Linked DNA regions of Mus musculus: region 2 is linked to region 1. The links are chromatin contacts, called in public Hi-C maps. All regions are on one chromosome and are shown on one strand. Each heading gives the region's core, a stretch centred on a gene start, on an enhancer-like site or on the middle of the called end of the contact. The rest is flanking DNA. Distances are from core to core; before and after follow the strand shown.

Region 1 (7,907 bases), core at 3,103-5,602:
CATTGGGACATCGAACACTCTCCAGCCCAGGGGCCTCTCACCCACTGACGTCCAACAAGGCCATCCTCTGCCACATATGCAGCCAGCACCATGGGTCCCTCCATGTATATTCTTTGGTTGGTGGTCCAGTTCCAGGGAACTCTGGGGCAGGGGTGAGGGCTGGCCAGTTGACATTGTTGCTCCCTCCATGGGGCTACAAACCCCCTCAGCTACTTCTCCAACTCCTCCATCGGGGACCCCCCCCCCCAGCGCTCAGTCCAATGGTTGGCTGCAAGCATCTGCCTCCTTATTTGTCAGCCTCTGGCAGAGCCTCTTAGGACACAGCCATATCAGGCTCCTGTCAACAAGCACTTCCCAGCATCCACAATAACGTTGGGTTTTGCTGGCTGTATATGGGATGGATCCCCAGATGTGGCAGTCTCTGGACAACTTTTCCTTCAGTCTCTGCACCACATTTTGTCTCCATATTTTCTCCTGTGAATATTTTGTTCCCCCTTCTAAGAAGCACTGAAGCATCCACACTTTGATCTTCCTTCTTCTTGGGCTTCAAGATTTTTTTTTTAATGTTAACTATCTTCTTTCAAAATTCTGATGATGTGATTCTATTTCTAATTAATTTCCCTTATCCATTTGTCTATTGGTGCTTCTTGTGCTTTCAATGGTCTGATTGCTTTCTAGCATTCAATATTCAAGTTTTCAGAGGCCAGTTTCTAGCAATGACTATCTGATTCCGGGGTCTGATATGGCTCTATTTATACCTGAACCCAATCTCTGTAAGAAGTCATTGAGTGCTTCTCCAGGTCCCTGTATTGCCATCATAAATGAAGTGGATTTTTCTCCAGACTCCTCAATCATATCCCAGGTTCTTAAAGCCCCAGCATAACATTGTTCAATTTTGCCATCATCAGATCAGATTTGTTCTTATAAATCAGCATAATGCCCTTCACCAAGCAGTTGGTCTTTAGTAACATCCCCCCCACCCTGCCCACTATATTCTGTTGTTCTATTTTTGTGGTTTCATGCCTCCACCATGATAACTATCGTAATGGTTGCCCAGATTCTAAAATAGTCCCTTCCAATCTTGGGGAATAACCCTATTTTTCGTATCCCAAGTATTTAACATTTTTTTAACAAATGGAGAGTGCTATCCATACAATATTATAGCCTCTTTAAGATGCTTTAGATCTAGCATTCCTATTGAATGCTGGGTCAGCTCATTATAGTCAGGACTTTCATTATCAGGCATATGCTGTACAAAGACTGAGAAGGGTGAAAGTGCCTGTGTAGACCCAAACAAATCCTCTGGTAGTGCACTCGACTGATCACTATCCAGTTGCACCTACCTGTATAATTTCCTGTTCTTCCAGGCACCTAGTTTCATGGAGGTGCTCTGGTCACCCAGCAGTGAAAGTGCATGGAGCAGGGCTAGCCAGCAGTTTACCTTCTAGACTATGTTGCTCCCCTATTTAATTGTATGGTACATTCCCATTCTCAGACACCAAGCCTGAACCCTGTTTCTCTCTTCCCACTGGCTCCTTTTGCTTCCCAAGTGCTTCTCCCTCTATTCACAAACTCTCTACATGCTTAGCCAACTCTGCAATCTTCTCTAACATAAGACAATTTTCAACTTTCCCCCTAATCTTTTTCAAGTGCATATATGTGAAAACCATGAAACAAAACCAAAAGGAGAAAAAAAAAAAAAAAAGAAGACGAAGAAAACCTTCCAGGAACAAGGTAGAAGACCACCCAGGGCCATATTTTGCCATCCTCCGTAAAGAACTTTGCTAGCCCCTCATAACCTGACCTTTCTTCTACCACATTCAGAGAAGAATTACCCGTTATGCCTAAACCACATTGGGCACCACCTGTAGGCTTAGGTTTTTTTTAAACCTACTTTTAATATGTGTTCTCAAACACTTCGATCCAGAAACTTCCACTTCAATTCTTAGATAGTGAAATACTGAAAGCAGAACCAGCTAACTACAGAAAGGCCCAAATCAGGGTCGAGGTGCCTAGTTTTCTTGCAGGGCTCTGACTGCAGAAGAGCTTACCAGGAAATTTGATAAGGTAGCAGGTCTGAGACCCTGGAAACTTGGGTACACACAACTAAGATGGTAGGTGCCTCCCTGATCCCTACCAGGTTCCTGGCCTGGAACACATGTGTGTCACACTCCCCACATCAGTAATGTAGCCCAGAACAGAGTTCTCCATGCTAATGAGGTCCCTAGAGGCCCTGAGGGTTTAGCAATAAGTTTCCCTTCCTAGGCATTCCTCCCTACAAAAGGTATTTAATCTCTGGTTCACTCTGAGAAGTTGGTATGCATCCATTTTCCACAATGAACAATCAATAAACAGTTTGGAACCAAGGACTGTCTCTTCCTCCAAACTACTGTTGGGGAGCATGGAGAAGGTCTTTGCACACAGAGCCACATTACCTAAGTCTTTCATAGAAGGCCTCTCTGTACTTCCATACAACTGCTGCTACCTTCACAGATGAGCTAAACTGGAGCTCCCAGCCCCAGCCCAGGGCTCAGCCTGAGGGCCCCCAATGGCCCTGGCCACATTCCAGTCCAAAGCCCTGTGGACCCCCAGTACTTAGTTTCTGACTTCTCTGTGTGGCTTTCTAGTGGCAACTAGATTCTCAGGAGTAATACTGGCTTTGGCTTCCTACATCTCACACTGCATTTTGTGAATCCCTGATTGGTGTCTTGCCACTTCCCTAAAGCCCAGCACCCAATGGGCATGCCCAACAGTGAACCCACATACTTTCCCCTCACCCCAGAATGGAGGACACATGGGTGACGATGACTCCTCACTAGCTTCTAACCACAGAAAATCCTTACATTGAATGATGGATCTTATGTATGTCACAATGAAATTGTCCCCTACTTACAGTCTCCTGGTAATGCACTTGATCTATGAGATGATTGCTGCCATTAAGGTCTGAAGAGATAAAGGAAACTCAAAGCCCCATCACCATTACATTGTCAAAGTCATAGAGAGAGCTAGAAAAGTTGGTGTGGACACAGTAATGTGACCTGGGCTCTAAGAATAAGCAAACATCTGTATCCCAAAGGTGAGTTCAGACACACATTGCTATTGTTTAAAAGTCATCTTATTTGTGTCAGCCATTATGTGTGTGTATATATCTACTATAATAATATAATATAATCTATACTTTATCATACCGTTTGATGATTTAGAAGTTCATGGAACTAGTCTGCTAGCTGTTTAAAGGGTAGTGATATATCCAAAGGACACAGGACATTATTGTGCTAATAATGGGAAGCTTGATACAAATCCACTCAAATCCAGTCCTCTTTCCATTCATGTCTATTGTATTAAGTGGTTTGGGGTCTTAAAGTAGCCATTAGGAATGAGCCATGATGAGGCTCAGCAGTTAAGGATGCTGGCTATACTCATGAAGAACCACAGTTCAGTTCCCAGCACCCAAGTCTAGCAGCTCACAAGCACCTGTTACTTCAGCTCAAGATCTGACACCTTCCTCTGTGGATACACACATGCACATGCACATACACCTAAGTAAAAACAATTAAATACAATCTTTTAAAAAAAAGCCATGAATATAAAAGCCTCCACAGTAGCCCCTTAATTATTTGGCTACTGTAAATGTTTGGTATAATTTGACATATGACACTTAAAGCTACTAAGTAGATTTTATACTGTGATAAGTTATACAGGATGTAACCAAGGACTACACATGGCCCCAGCTGCTTATGCAGAAAAGGACTGCCTTGTCAGGCATCAATGGAAGGAAAGGTCCTTGGTCTTATAAAAGCTCAATATATGCCCCAGTGTAGGGGAATTGAGGGTGGGAAAGCGAGAGTGGGTGGGAGGGTGGGTGGAAGCAGGGGGTAGGGGGATGGGATAAGGGATTTCTGGGAGGGGGAAAACTGGGTTAGGGGGTAATACTTGAAATGTAAATAAATTTTTAAAAAAACTTATGAGGGATACAGATTTCTCCATATATGGTTCTGACAGAGCAATTGGTGCCATAATCTGTTTTCTGTCATCAATGAAGCTGAGCAAAACTGCACACTATCTGGTTAACTTTAATCTTACTATCAAAGTCAAATTCAATGACGTGAATTAAATAGTTGCACTTTCTATCAGAACTTCAAAACTGAGGCTACAGAATTTACACAGCATTTCCCATAGACTGCCTTGTCATTTGCTAGGCTTTTGTGCACATAGATATTTCACTGTTTTAAGAGAGGCATTTTGTGTTCCAACACTAGGTTATAGTGAGGAGAAACCCCACCCTATGGGCTTCAGCTGTCCATGGACATGAAGCCCGCCCGAGAGGCTCACAATCACAGTGAGTCACTCCACGACTTCCAGTTCATCACTGTCATTTCACAGTTCTCTGGGAGGAGGAAACTTTCCCTGGCCTGGAAGATGTTGAGAGAAAAATGAGTTTAACATGTTGTCAAGTCCATAAGCCTGGGAGAATTCTTACGATCCCAAGACATACAGACACGTCAAGACCAATTTGAGTAGCACAAGCTCTGTCACGCTGCTCTCCTGGATGACTGTGCTTTGAGGAACTGCAGCAGGTGCTAAGTACAAGCATGGCTCTTTCCATCTTATAAGAAGTAAAACCACACAATAAAAGAGAATCTGGGTAGGTACTTTTGGTAGTTGGTGGTCCTATCTTTCTACATCAATTAATCAAGATAATCCCCCACAGACTGATCTCCCAGGTAATTCTAGAGCCAGTCAAGTCGATAATTAGCACTAACCATTCACAGCATGAAAAAGCCCTACCCTATGCAGTCATAAGTCAGAAGATTTTATTTTTTTTTAAAAAGTTGTATTAAGATACTCTTCAACCATCATGATACATTCAATTAAAATGTATGACAAACGGGCTTGACCATATTTGTAGAGTTGTACGACTGTCACCACAATGAATCAGAACATTTTCCTCGCCCCCAAATTAACCTCACATTCATCGGCAGTCACTTGCCTTTCTCGAACTACCTCTTATCCCCAGATAACCACTAACCTATTTTATTTATAGAGTTGGCTTCATAGGACACTTCACACTAAAAGAACACACTCTGTGCCAGACTAAGCTAAAACAACAGTCCTATCTCACATTCCACTAGTCATGTGTAAGAGTTCTCATCTCTCCATCTTCCGAAGCCACTTAGAACCACCCTGGTTGTAGCTTTCCTGGCCTAGGTGATGTTTCTCTATGGCTTTAACTTTCCCTTATCCTGATTCCTATGACACTGGGCATCTTTTAAAATACTTTCTGGAAGTTTCCACATCTTTGGAGAAATTATTATTATTATTATTATTATTGTTATCATTATCATTATTATTATTGTTATCTTATTCCTGTCCTTTGCCAAATTTTTAATTGGGTTGTCTTTCCAGGTCCTTTTATCATATGTAGTCACAGCAACTCTTGATATATTCTGGATATCGGGCCTTATCAGCTAAATGATTTGCAAATAATCTCCCCATGTATTGTGGGTTATCTTTTCATTTGCTCCATACTATCTGTTGATGTAGTTGAAAGGGAGTGTGACTCAGGTAGTACGTATGCTCAGTAAGCATGGAGACTAGAATTCAGTCTATAGGAACACAAAACAACCCACAAATACTTTTAGTCCTGGTGTAGACAACTTATCTATTATTTCTTTTGATGCCTGCACTTTTGGTGTTGTAGTTAAAAGTTCAAGGCCATCCTTGGCTATTCAATAACTGAAAGAAACAAGAGGGAGGAGGAGAAAAGAGAAAAGCTGGGGAGAAGAAGCACCCTCTAATCTGAGTTCATGAGAACATGGACTTCTTGACCTGAGTTTTAGAGCTTTTACTTTCTGAGATAGGACCCTTATCCACAGGTTAATCTTTGCATGTGTTGTGGCATAGGAGTCTAGTGCCATTGCTGTGCATGGTGCTATCCCAGCTGTGAGAGGCTCTCTTTAAAGACTATTCTTTCTCTAGCTAACATTTGGCAGCTTGATAAAGAATTAGACCACATGTATGTGCACATTTTAAATGTCTGTCTCCATGCCAGATCCACTCCAGCTTGGTCCTTATAACTTTATAGGAAACTGTGAAATCCATTAGGGCACTCTCTTTTTCAGGGTTTCATTGGTTATCCTGGGTCTCTGGGATATTTGTATGGATTCTAGGACCCACTTGTTGATTTCTGTCCCCAAAACAGACTTTTGAGAGAGTGGGCTGGGATTCTAAGTCAACTGGGGAGTATTACCATTTAAAGAGTTTTAAGTCTTTTGAATTATAAACACAAGATTTTTTTTTGTTAGTTAGTTAGCTAGCTAGTTAGCTAGTTTTGCAACCCTTCAGAAAATACAATTTTTTTTACAGGAATCAGAATTAAGATGCTCTAGAACACTTGCAAAGATGGAAAGCTGTCTGCAGTCTGTCCTTCTCCACAATGCCTGGCTCTTGTGTTCCTTACAGCAAGCTCACTGTATTTATTCTGAAGAGGCCACTGTACCTTGCAGTCAATGATCCTCAACCAAGAACATTATCAAGTTTAATAAGACTTTTAAAACAGGTCAGAAACTATTGAAAATCAAAATTGAGATTTGAGCTTGAGTACAGCTGCCTCCAAAGTGTGCATTTTCCCCATTACCACCCTTCGGGTCAGGAGTCCTTGGGTTTGACTGCCTGGATGCCAGCTCATGTTTAAGAGTTATAGACCAACTAAGTAACTACTTAATCCATTGAATTGAACATTTGTTTCCTTAGATTCTTTCTCTTTTTTTTTTACTTTTTTTTATTGGATATTTTCTTTATTCACATTTCAAATGTTATCCCCTTTCCTGGTTTCCCCTCCTCCCGGAAACCCCCTATCCCATCCTCCCTCCCCCTGCTTCTATGAGGGTGTTCCTCCACCCACCCACTTCCACTTCCCCACCCTTGATTCCCCTACTCTGAGGCATCTATCAAGCCTTCATAGGACCAAGGACCTCTCCTCCCATTGATGCATGACAAGGCCATCCTCTGCTATATATGCAGCTGGAGCCATGTGTACTCTTTGTTTGATGGCTTAGTCCCTGGGAGCTCTAGAAGGTCTAGTTGGTTGATATTGTTCTTCCTATGGGCTTGCAAATCCCTTCAGTCCCTTCTCTAACTCCTCTATTAGGGACCCCAAGCTCAGTCCAATGGTTGGCTGTGAGCATCTGCCTCCATATTTGTAAGGCTCTGGCAGGGCCTCTTAGGAGACAGCCATATCAGGATCCTTTCAGCATGCACTTCTTGGCATCTACAACTGTGTCTGGCTTTGGTAACTGTTTATGGGATGAATCCCCAAGTGGGACAGTCTCTGGATGGTCTTTCCTTCAGTCTCTGCTCTACACTTTAGCTCCATATTTGCTCCAGGAACACTCCTCCATTGTTGGTGGGATTGCAAACTGGTACAACCACTCTGGAAATCAGTTTGGTGGCTCCTCAGAAAATTGGACATAGTACTATCTGAGGACCCAGCTATACCCAGGACTCCTGGGCATATACCCAGAAGATGTTCCAACATGTAATAAGATTCTTCCCCACTTAAATTGAATTCCTAGCTTTGCTAAGACTCTCTCGACCTGCTGCCTCACATGTAAACCCTGGGAACTTCTTTCCATTTTTGCGGGTTCTCAATGCAAAGCTGTTGAAGCTTCAGTTCCCCTCATAAGGAATCACCATGGGGAGCCTTGTCCCTGTATTCTTAACTATTCTGTTTCTATTAATACTCACAGCAGCATTCAGGTTTTAATAATAACACAATTCTGTGGCACCTCTCATCTTGCTCAAGAAAAAAAAAAATTAGACATTTGCAAACTACAGCCTTCTACCAATCAATATGACAGTGTGGGAAAAAAAGCAAGTACTGTCTCCACAATTTTCCAGAGCCAGCT
Region 2 (7,907 bases), core at 3,802-6,301, 38 kb before region 1:
ACTGACATTCCCCCAAGACAGGTGAGGGGATGGCAGAGAGAGAGAAATGGAACGGGCAGTAGGGAGAAGGCGGTAGGTAAATTTTACATAGGCAACGCTAGTCTAGGAGCCGTGAGACTTTGGGCAGGGGCTGAGAGAGCCCAAAAAATGAGGGACCTCATTTTTGTTTCCAGATTGGGATTTCTAACAGACTGTTATGTTTTCAGATTTTTAAAGTATTAAACTAATGAGTCTTAGGACTAGCCGAGCTGTGTCACATTCTCACCCTGTGTACCTAGGTCCCTCAGTGAAAACATGGCGGCCATGTTCCTATTCTACAAACCCTTACACATATTTCCTGAGCTTCCAGAATTTAAACAACCTTACATTTCTCAAGAAAGTACACCTTTAATAGTTCAGTTTATCTTCCTGATAAGATCCACCACAAGAAGACCCGCAGAGTCCTGGGTGCATAGGGGGCTCACAGAGGCTGAACCACCAACCGAAGAATATACATGGGCTGAACCTAGGCCCCCTGCACATATGTAGCAGATAGATGTGCAGCTTGGTCTTCATGTGGTCCTCTAACAATTGGAATGAGGGCTTACCATGACCCTGTAGCCTGCCATTGGATCCCCTTCCCCTAGCTGGACGGCCTTGTTGGGCCTCAGTTGGAGAGGATGTGCCTAGTCTTGCTGCGACTTGATGTCTCAGGGCGAGGTGGTACCCAGGGAGGGCTTCCCCATCTCTGAGGGGTAGTGGGAGGATGGTTTTGTGAGAGTGGGGCTGGGAGGAGCGGAGAAAGAGAATGGGGCTGCCATCGGGATGTACAGTGAATAAATAGATAATGGAGGGAAATAATGACCCAAAAGGTTAGTGATGCTGAACCAGTGCACTCATTAAGCTGTCTTCCCTCACTTGCAGATTTGTATCGGTTTGATCCTAACCTAATCTTACAAATTGAGTGATGTTTATTACAATCTGCTTCTTCCTATAATGAGTTGTGTGGAGCCACAGGACTTAGCATCTACACAGTCCATGATGACGGCCCGTGAGCTGGAGAAGACGCATCTGCAAATTAGAAAACCTGTTTCTCCCTCTGATTTCACCTTTCTCCAGCAAAAGCAAACCGCTGCTGCAGTCGGTCTCACACGCAGGAATCGTGCACAGGGGATGTCAATCACCCAGACTTACACAGAAAGAAAAACAGCATGGTTTTAAGATGCTTAGCCATTACATAGATTAATTAGCTTCCCACTCTTGTGACACACTTCAAATCAGTGGGTTTCCGAGGCCCACCCAGGAGGCGACAGCCTGTCCTAAGCAGATCACAGGCGTGTTCAGTAGTGGACTTGACGTCCTCCAGATGGTGGGGAAGGGTGCTGTTCTTGGAGTGCAGGCAGAGACCTGTTGGTGCCAGTCAGTCCTCATCCAAGGGGGAAAAGTCGCAGGCACTGTGCTTACAGCAGGACCCAAAGTTAGGGATCCAACGACCCTTCTTCAAAACGCCAAGCATACATAAAAGCTGAGGAAGTTGAAGCCAATTGTTATCTGTAACAATTGATCTAGAGCCCTTATTTTAAATAAACTGGTCCTAGAGGGGTGTGTAGAATAAAGTGAACGGGTGCTTCATTATTCAGCCTGGGTTCCACCATAGAACTCTTCATGTAGTCCAACAGGGCTTCAAACTTGTAATCTTCCTGTCTCAGCTCCCAGATGCACCAAATTACAGAGCACACCCCCACAGCAGGCTTAGAGATAGTGTGAATGAGAAAGCAACCACCCCTCAACTCTGTACCAACTCAGCCAGTCCCCCTCCCTCACCTCCTGCCGCCGCCGCCCACCGCAGCGACTAGACTGTGACTAGACTCTTGTGGCCCAAGCTCATCACCTACCTCCCTTGCCACTGAGTCACATGGCTTGAGTATGAAGATTCAAATGAGGATGTCTGTTATAGGTGTTTCCACTCCTGAAGTGTGAAAACGCGTCTGAAGATATACCACTTACTGTTACCAGGGGGGGAGAAGCCCAAACACGAGTCTCCAGCCTCGCACATGAGGTCTGACAACAGTACTTAGCAGAACACTGTAAAAGCTCCGGATGACTGGGTGTTTAAACTGAGTCCTGTATGCTGAGTAAGCTGATCCTCTCTGAACTCTTCACACGCTGTCTCTCTCAAGATGGCCAAGCTACAGATTTTGACTTAAAAAAAAAAAGTGAGGCCTTCCAAAAACAGTTGCACATCAAATTTTAAAGCTGGGAAATTGAAATTTATAGTCAGCTTCTCAAAATAACAACGATAAAATATTTCGTGACTTTTTCTTTTGGATACGGCCTTTTTTTTTTTTAACACACTTCCTCAAATTCTGTGAAATTACCTGCTCTTTCAAAGAACGGCCAATAAAAGAAGTATTTCAGATACTCTTCTGTTTATTTGTTGAGAGAGCCTTATTATGTATCCCTGGCTGGCCTGGCACTCACTCTGTAGCTGAGGTTAGCCTTCAACTCACTGAGATTCACCTGCCTCTGCCTCTTGGGTGCTGGGATTAAAGGCAAATGTGGCCTTACCTGACTCATTTAAACTCGTCTAAGCCATTGGTGGAATTGCACAGTAGTAAACTTTTCTATACAAATTCCCTACAAACTTATTTCACAGAAACTGAACAAAAAATAACAGCAATATGCTTGTCTTTCTTTTACTGAAGAGATGTTTATATTTCTGGTGCATTGTTCCCCCATTACCGCTGTTGGTCACTCAAACAGAATCCAACTTTTCCCACTTTGGAACAGAATCGATGTCACAGAAGTTCTAAAGACACACCGCAACCCAGTCAAAGCGACGCTGCCGCTGTCTGGGTCAAGAATTCAAGGAGGACACAACTTTCTCCTGGGCACTGCAAAATAGAACCACCCCACTCTCTCTCAGCACAGCCTCCCCTGGGCCTGTGGGGAAACAGCTCTGTGGCCTTTCTCAAGACAAAGCCCTAACTCAGCTTGCCCTCCCTCCCCCCACCCCTCCCCTCCGCCTTTTCTCTGCCCCTCCAGTTAGAGATCTGCCCTCTCATTAGAACCCGCCCACACACACTCTCCGTTCAAATATACTTCAGCTCCAATGTTTCTTGAGCTATGAAGGCCCAACCATCCTCCATTTAGATAATCTAAATTCTAGGCCAAGTCCAGATCGAAAGCTCACTTTGCCGTGAAATAAATATTCCTTGATGCCGCTGGCAAATGCGACTCAACATTTATTTGTTGTACCATCAAGTGTTTGGGCATGCTGATATTTAAGATCTTAAGAAGATCCCATTAGGGCTACAGACATATCCTCCCACTGTCTCCCTGCCCCACCCACCCACCTGATGCCCAAGTGCACCCAGTGGTAGCAAAGGAAATATCTGCCGAACAGAGGAACACGTTTTTTGAGAGTTAAAAGTGGCTCTACAGAACAGACCATCTCAAAGACGGGAACAACCTTGGAAGTCCTCAGAATCAGTCTAGTATTGAGTAGAAATCCTTCCAACCCAAAGCAAAGGCATAAATCAGGTGTCTGCCTATGAGTGATCCTAGAAACAAAATCACCTTTTTAAAAGTACTGCCTAATAAATTCAAAACACAAACTCTATCGGCCAACTAAGTTTCATGACAGATTTTCCAACTTAGTTTAACGACAGATCTTTCTATCAAAACCATTTGGAGCTGTTATTACAGCAACGTTTACAGCATTTCAGCTGTGTTCAAGGATTATGAGGAACATCTATGAATTCGCTTATTTCACCTTTGACAGAAGGACAGGAAGACACAGGCCTGCTGAAAGCAGTGAATGACAAACTCAGTTTGGAAGCTCAAGCGCATAAATGCACACTTTGGTATGTGACCTCACTACGTGTATAGTGTCACTAAAAAATATGCCTACTGAACTTCAAGACGTCAGAACACGGTCCCTGGTATCGTCATGGACGGTAACAGGCCAGTTTGCTATGCTTTCTCCTATACCAGGTGAACGACCTAAAACTGGGTTACATCAAGATTAAAACATCGTTTATTCAAGTAAGGCCATAAAAATGACTGGAGACCTACAAAGATGTCTAGAGAGAAATAGAATTAACCACAGCACACTCCATCACTGCACTAGCTTCTTAAAGAGAAGCCTTCTGGACAAATTTCAGCAAACCTCAGCAACCAATTACTGAGTCAGAAAACTTGATTCCACAGAACAATGCACACACAAAGGCAGGATTGTAGAAAAGGACATTCAGAGCCTGCCTATGATGATTACTGGGGGGAAAACAAAACGTTAAGAAAAACTTAAGAAATCAAATTTGAATAACCAACTGTTTTCAAGCGCTTGCTCATATTGCTACATTCTATGTATTTTTATAAGGCAACTTAGACCCTTCTGGTTACAAAACGAAGTGTAAATAAACTTTGCTTTCGGATGTAATCGAGCGTTTGGGTTTTTGTTGTTGTTGTTGTTTGTTTTTTTAATAAAGTGAAATGTTTACCCCTGCATATGTTTTAAAGGTTATAATGAAGTTACAACTTTAAATCTGAAAAAAAAAACTTTTAATCAATTTAATTCTTTTAATATCGCAAACTCCTTCAAGGCTGTGGTAAAGCTACAAAGTTTTCCTGGAGCCCTCTAGTAAGGGCAGGCGACTCTAACACTATTTCTAAGTGGACTGGCAGCGGGAGTTCGTTCCGGGAAGTGGCGGCGGGGAGCGGCGCTGGGGTTACAGCGCTTGGGGACACCTGGCAGACGCGGGCCTCCGCTACCGCCCCGGGGCAGCCGGTTCCCAGGCCCTGCGGGCACCAGCGGGCTCGGTCCCCCGAGGCGGCAGGACAAGCTGAGTTACTCACCGAGCAGCGACACGAGCAGCCAGGACGCCGGAGCGGAGCGCCGCCGAGTCATGCCGGAGCCGCCGGGGGAGCCGCCGTCCGCCGGGCTCCTGGGCGGCGGGGTGCAGCGTGGGACCAAGCGGGACACGGGAGCGCCGAGGCCACTCCGCTCCGCCGAGGCTCGGGGCAGGCTCGGGCGTCCCGGGCTCGCCGGCCGCCGCGGCCACCACCAGCCGCCGCAGCCACTCCCCCCAGCTCCCGCCAGCTCTTCCCCAGCCGGGGGCTCGGCACCGCCTGCCCACTCGCCGAGCGGTCTCCAGGGCAACCGCGACTCCAGTGCGACGCCTAGTGGCCAGCCGCAGAATGCACAGAACTCAAGGCTGGCGCGGCCAGGCCACCTGCTCTGGTCCCCATGAAACCTGCAAGGACAGGTTGAACCTAAAACCCCAAAGTGGCTTCCCTCAGATCCAACTCGTCTTTCTTGGCTGAAGTTTTCAAACAGTCCCTACTCTGACCATTTTAGTCTCTCCTGAAAACCATTTAATCTATCTGAAAGAACCTTAGGAGTCTTTTAGAAGACAGGAAGACCTTTAGGAAAGTTAACCTGTCCAAGGGATGAGTTCCCTTATTGTAGTCCAGTGCAGAGTCGTCAGCCCTGAAACCATATACAAACAACAAAAAACCGGATTGCATCTCCATAGATGGATGGATGGATGGATGGATGGATGGATGGATGGATGGGCAGACAGATAGATATGCATACACAGGCATGTGTAACTAAAAAAGAGGTTAATAACTTGAGAATGGGGAGAACACGGGAGGAGTTTTAAAAGAGGGTATGGCTGGGAAGAGATGGAGGGAAGAGACCAAAGGAAAGACAAAAGTGATGTAATGCTATTTCAATTAAAACCAGGATGATCTAAAATGCCTGACCTTTCCATCTAAGCCTCCCAAGCCCTGGGATTACAGGCCTGCAGCCATGCTTGTCATCTTCCAATGTCTTAAGTGATTCCTCACCAAGCTCACGTTTCCTTAGACTGCTTTTTAACACCGAGTACTGTCTTGCCTTGACTGTGGCACCTGTGTCTTCGATGGATGTTTTTACCTTTTGCTTGTTTGCTCTGGTTAGACTGAAGAGGCCTTCATAACATTTGAAATGCTTTTACTTATTTGAACAGCATTACCCACCCATCCTTTCCCAATTTAGTTTCTGTTTCCTCCTACAGCCCGAAGTCATTTTCTGCTTCCACACCCACACTGAGCCTTGGAGTTTTGAGGACCTACCTGCCCATGAACCTCCCAGACATGAGATCAGATTCTGAACAGCTTAGATTAGAACTCCTGTAGCCCTTCAGAATTCTGAACCCCGACACCTCACAGAACCAATTTTGCCAGGACAACTCAGAAACAATAGTATACTCAGGAGCATGGCAAATGTAGAAAACAATGTTTTAAAGAGAAGTATATTTGCACAATGATTTAAGGCTGTGTAGGAAAAACAAAAATATCAAGAAAGTAGAATTATAAAACTAATTTAAATATTGAAATGTTATATTTTGAAGAAGAAGAAAAAAAGGAGAAGTTTTAAAATGCCAATCACTAGAGCACTGAGAGAGGAACACTTGGTTTTTGCAGAAGACCCGAGTTCTGTTCCCAGTACCCACGTGGTGGCTCACAACCATCTGTGATCCAGTGTCCTCTTCTGACCTCTGAAAGAACCAGGCTCACATGTGGTGTGTATACAACTGCCGGTCCAGCATGGCCTTGGTGGGGGCAGAATGACAAGGTTCCTGCCCCTAGGACAGGGCCACCAGGCACCAGTGTCGGTGGCTGCTGTGAGCCTGGGGCTTGAATGTATAATAATGTACAAATTTTATGTTCCTCCTTTAAGTAATGTCCTTCCTGTTAACATTAATGACTCCATGATAACCAGAGACATCGAGAGTCAAGGAGGCAAAGGTATAGCTAATGTCTTAGCAAAATGATAAAAACTGGACCCTTCAGGCTGTGGGAAAAGACTCTTAAAAACATGGATTAGAAAATATGTAATTTCTCAACTATGCAAAAATATAACAATGCAATATGAATTGTATAAGGGGCTTTGCAGATCTAAAGGGACAGAGGCAGCTACAGCATGAGCCAGCTTGTCAGAAAGATACTAAGACAGGCAGATACAAATGTAGGCAGATTCCTGAGTCCAGGATCAGCCTGAGACAGAACAAATTTAGGTCCAAGTGTGCTAGAAATGGGTAACTTCAAGACAGCATCTCACCCAGCTAGCTTTTCAGTATGTGCTGAACAGAGGCAGGCAGATCTCTGATTTCTTTCGCAATGTTAAAAGAAAATGTGTGTTTGCTAAGAATTAAGTGGCTGGAGTCACAGGACCCTGAGTCACAGGATGATCAAAAGGGAACCTGGAGTCAATGACTGGATTGGTATGCAAGATAAAAGACTGGGCTTATGATCTGCAGGAGATGATCTATCCAGAAAAAGTTTTTTAGCATACTAAGAGATAACTGCTTACAGAGCTGTCTCAAGCAGAGCATAGAGAGAAAGCTGTATAGAGATCTTGAGAGAAAGCAGATCAGAGAGAAAGAATGCAGAACAGAAGAAAACAGGCTGGAAAGCTGTCGCCAGCAGAACACAGGCTGCTGGACCCCCGATTTGACTTCAAGTGGATTGTTTTCACTGCTTCTAGACACCCTTTCTTCAGAACCCATATCCAAGCTGAGGCTGGTTCTTGGCATACAAGCATAAGACAAAACACTCATTGGCTGTGTTTGTGTGTGTGTGTGTGTGTGTGTGTGTGTGTGTGTGTGTGTGTGTGTGTGTGTATTTCAAATAATGCCAATCATTTTAACAGGGGTCTTATGAAAAGAAACTCTATTCTCATGAGTTGGGAATGCCTAGGCTATGGTCACACTTCTTATTTCTCTTTTATATTAATAAGAATTTCAATTTTTAATGTTAGTGTTATCCCTAGCTTATTCTCATCCATTTACCCTCCAGAGCAAATTCTAGACTTTTATTTTCTCTGTCTAGTCTCTCTTTCTCCCTCTCCCCCTCCCCTTCCCCCTCTCCCTTTTCTTATA

The links. Hi-C and Micro-C count contacts between places; a contact is called where the count stands out from the background.
Region 2: a Hi-C map of the C2C12 cell line shows a contact between it and region 1, with 2.8 times the contacts expected there. The contact joins the promoter of Igsf11 here to the enhancer-like site in region 1. A contact is called at or near these places in 4 of 39 promoter capture datasets (cranial neural crest, hippocampal neurons, liver and 1 more), 19 of 484 Hi-C or Micro-C datasets (the C2C12 cell line, Sertoli cells, cerebellum and 12 more), 3 of 115 datasets of contacts at active chromatin or transcription factors (extraembryonic endoderm stem cells, neural progenitor cells and trophoblast stem cells) and 1 of 9 other capture datasets (adipose tissue).

Annotation. Positions count from the first base shown.
Region 1 is chr16:38,860,961-38,868,867 of GRCm38.p6, reverse strand. The region is part of intron 3 of Gm15802 (a long non-coding RNA gene); the gene reads right to left. Among named protein-coding and RNA genes, the nearest start is that of Gm15802, 36 kb to the right of the region's middle. Within about 2 kb of position 4,352, at least 2 of the 459 cell types and tissues checked have an H3K27ac peak or open chromatin away from gene starts, as enhancers often do. A contact at or near this core is called in the C2C12 cell line, where this site is marked.
Region 2 is chr16:38,899,489-38,907,395 of GRCm38.p6, reverse strand. It overlaps Igsf11 (immunoglobulin superfamily, member 11), which reads right to left and starts at 5,051. Exons shown (of 7, transcript NM_170599.2): 1 at 4,837-5,051. The coding sequence starts at 4,888.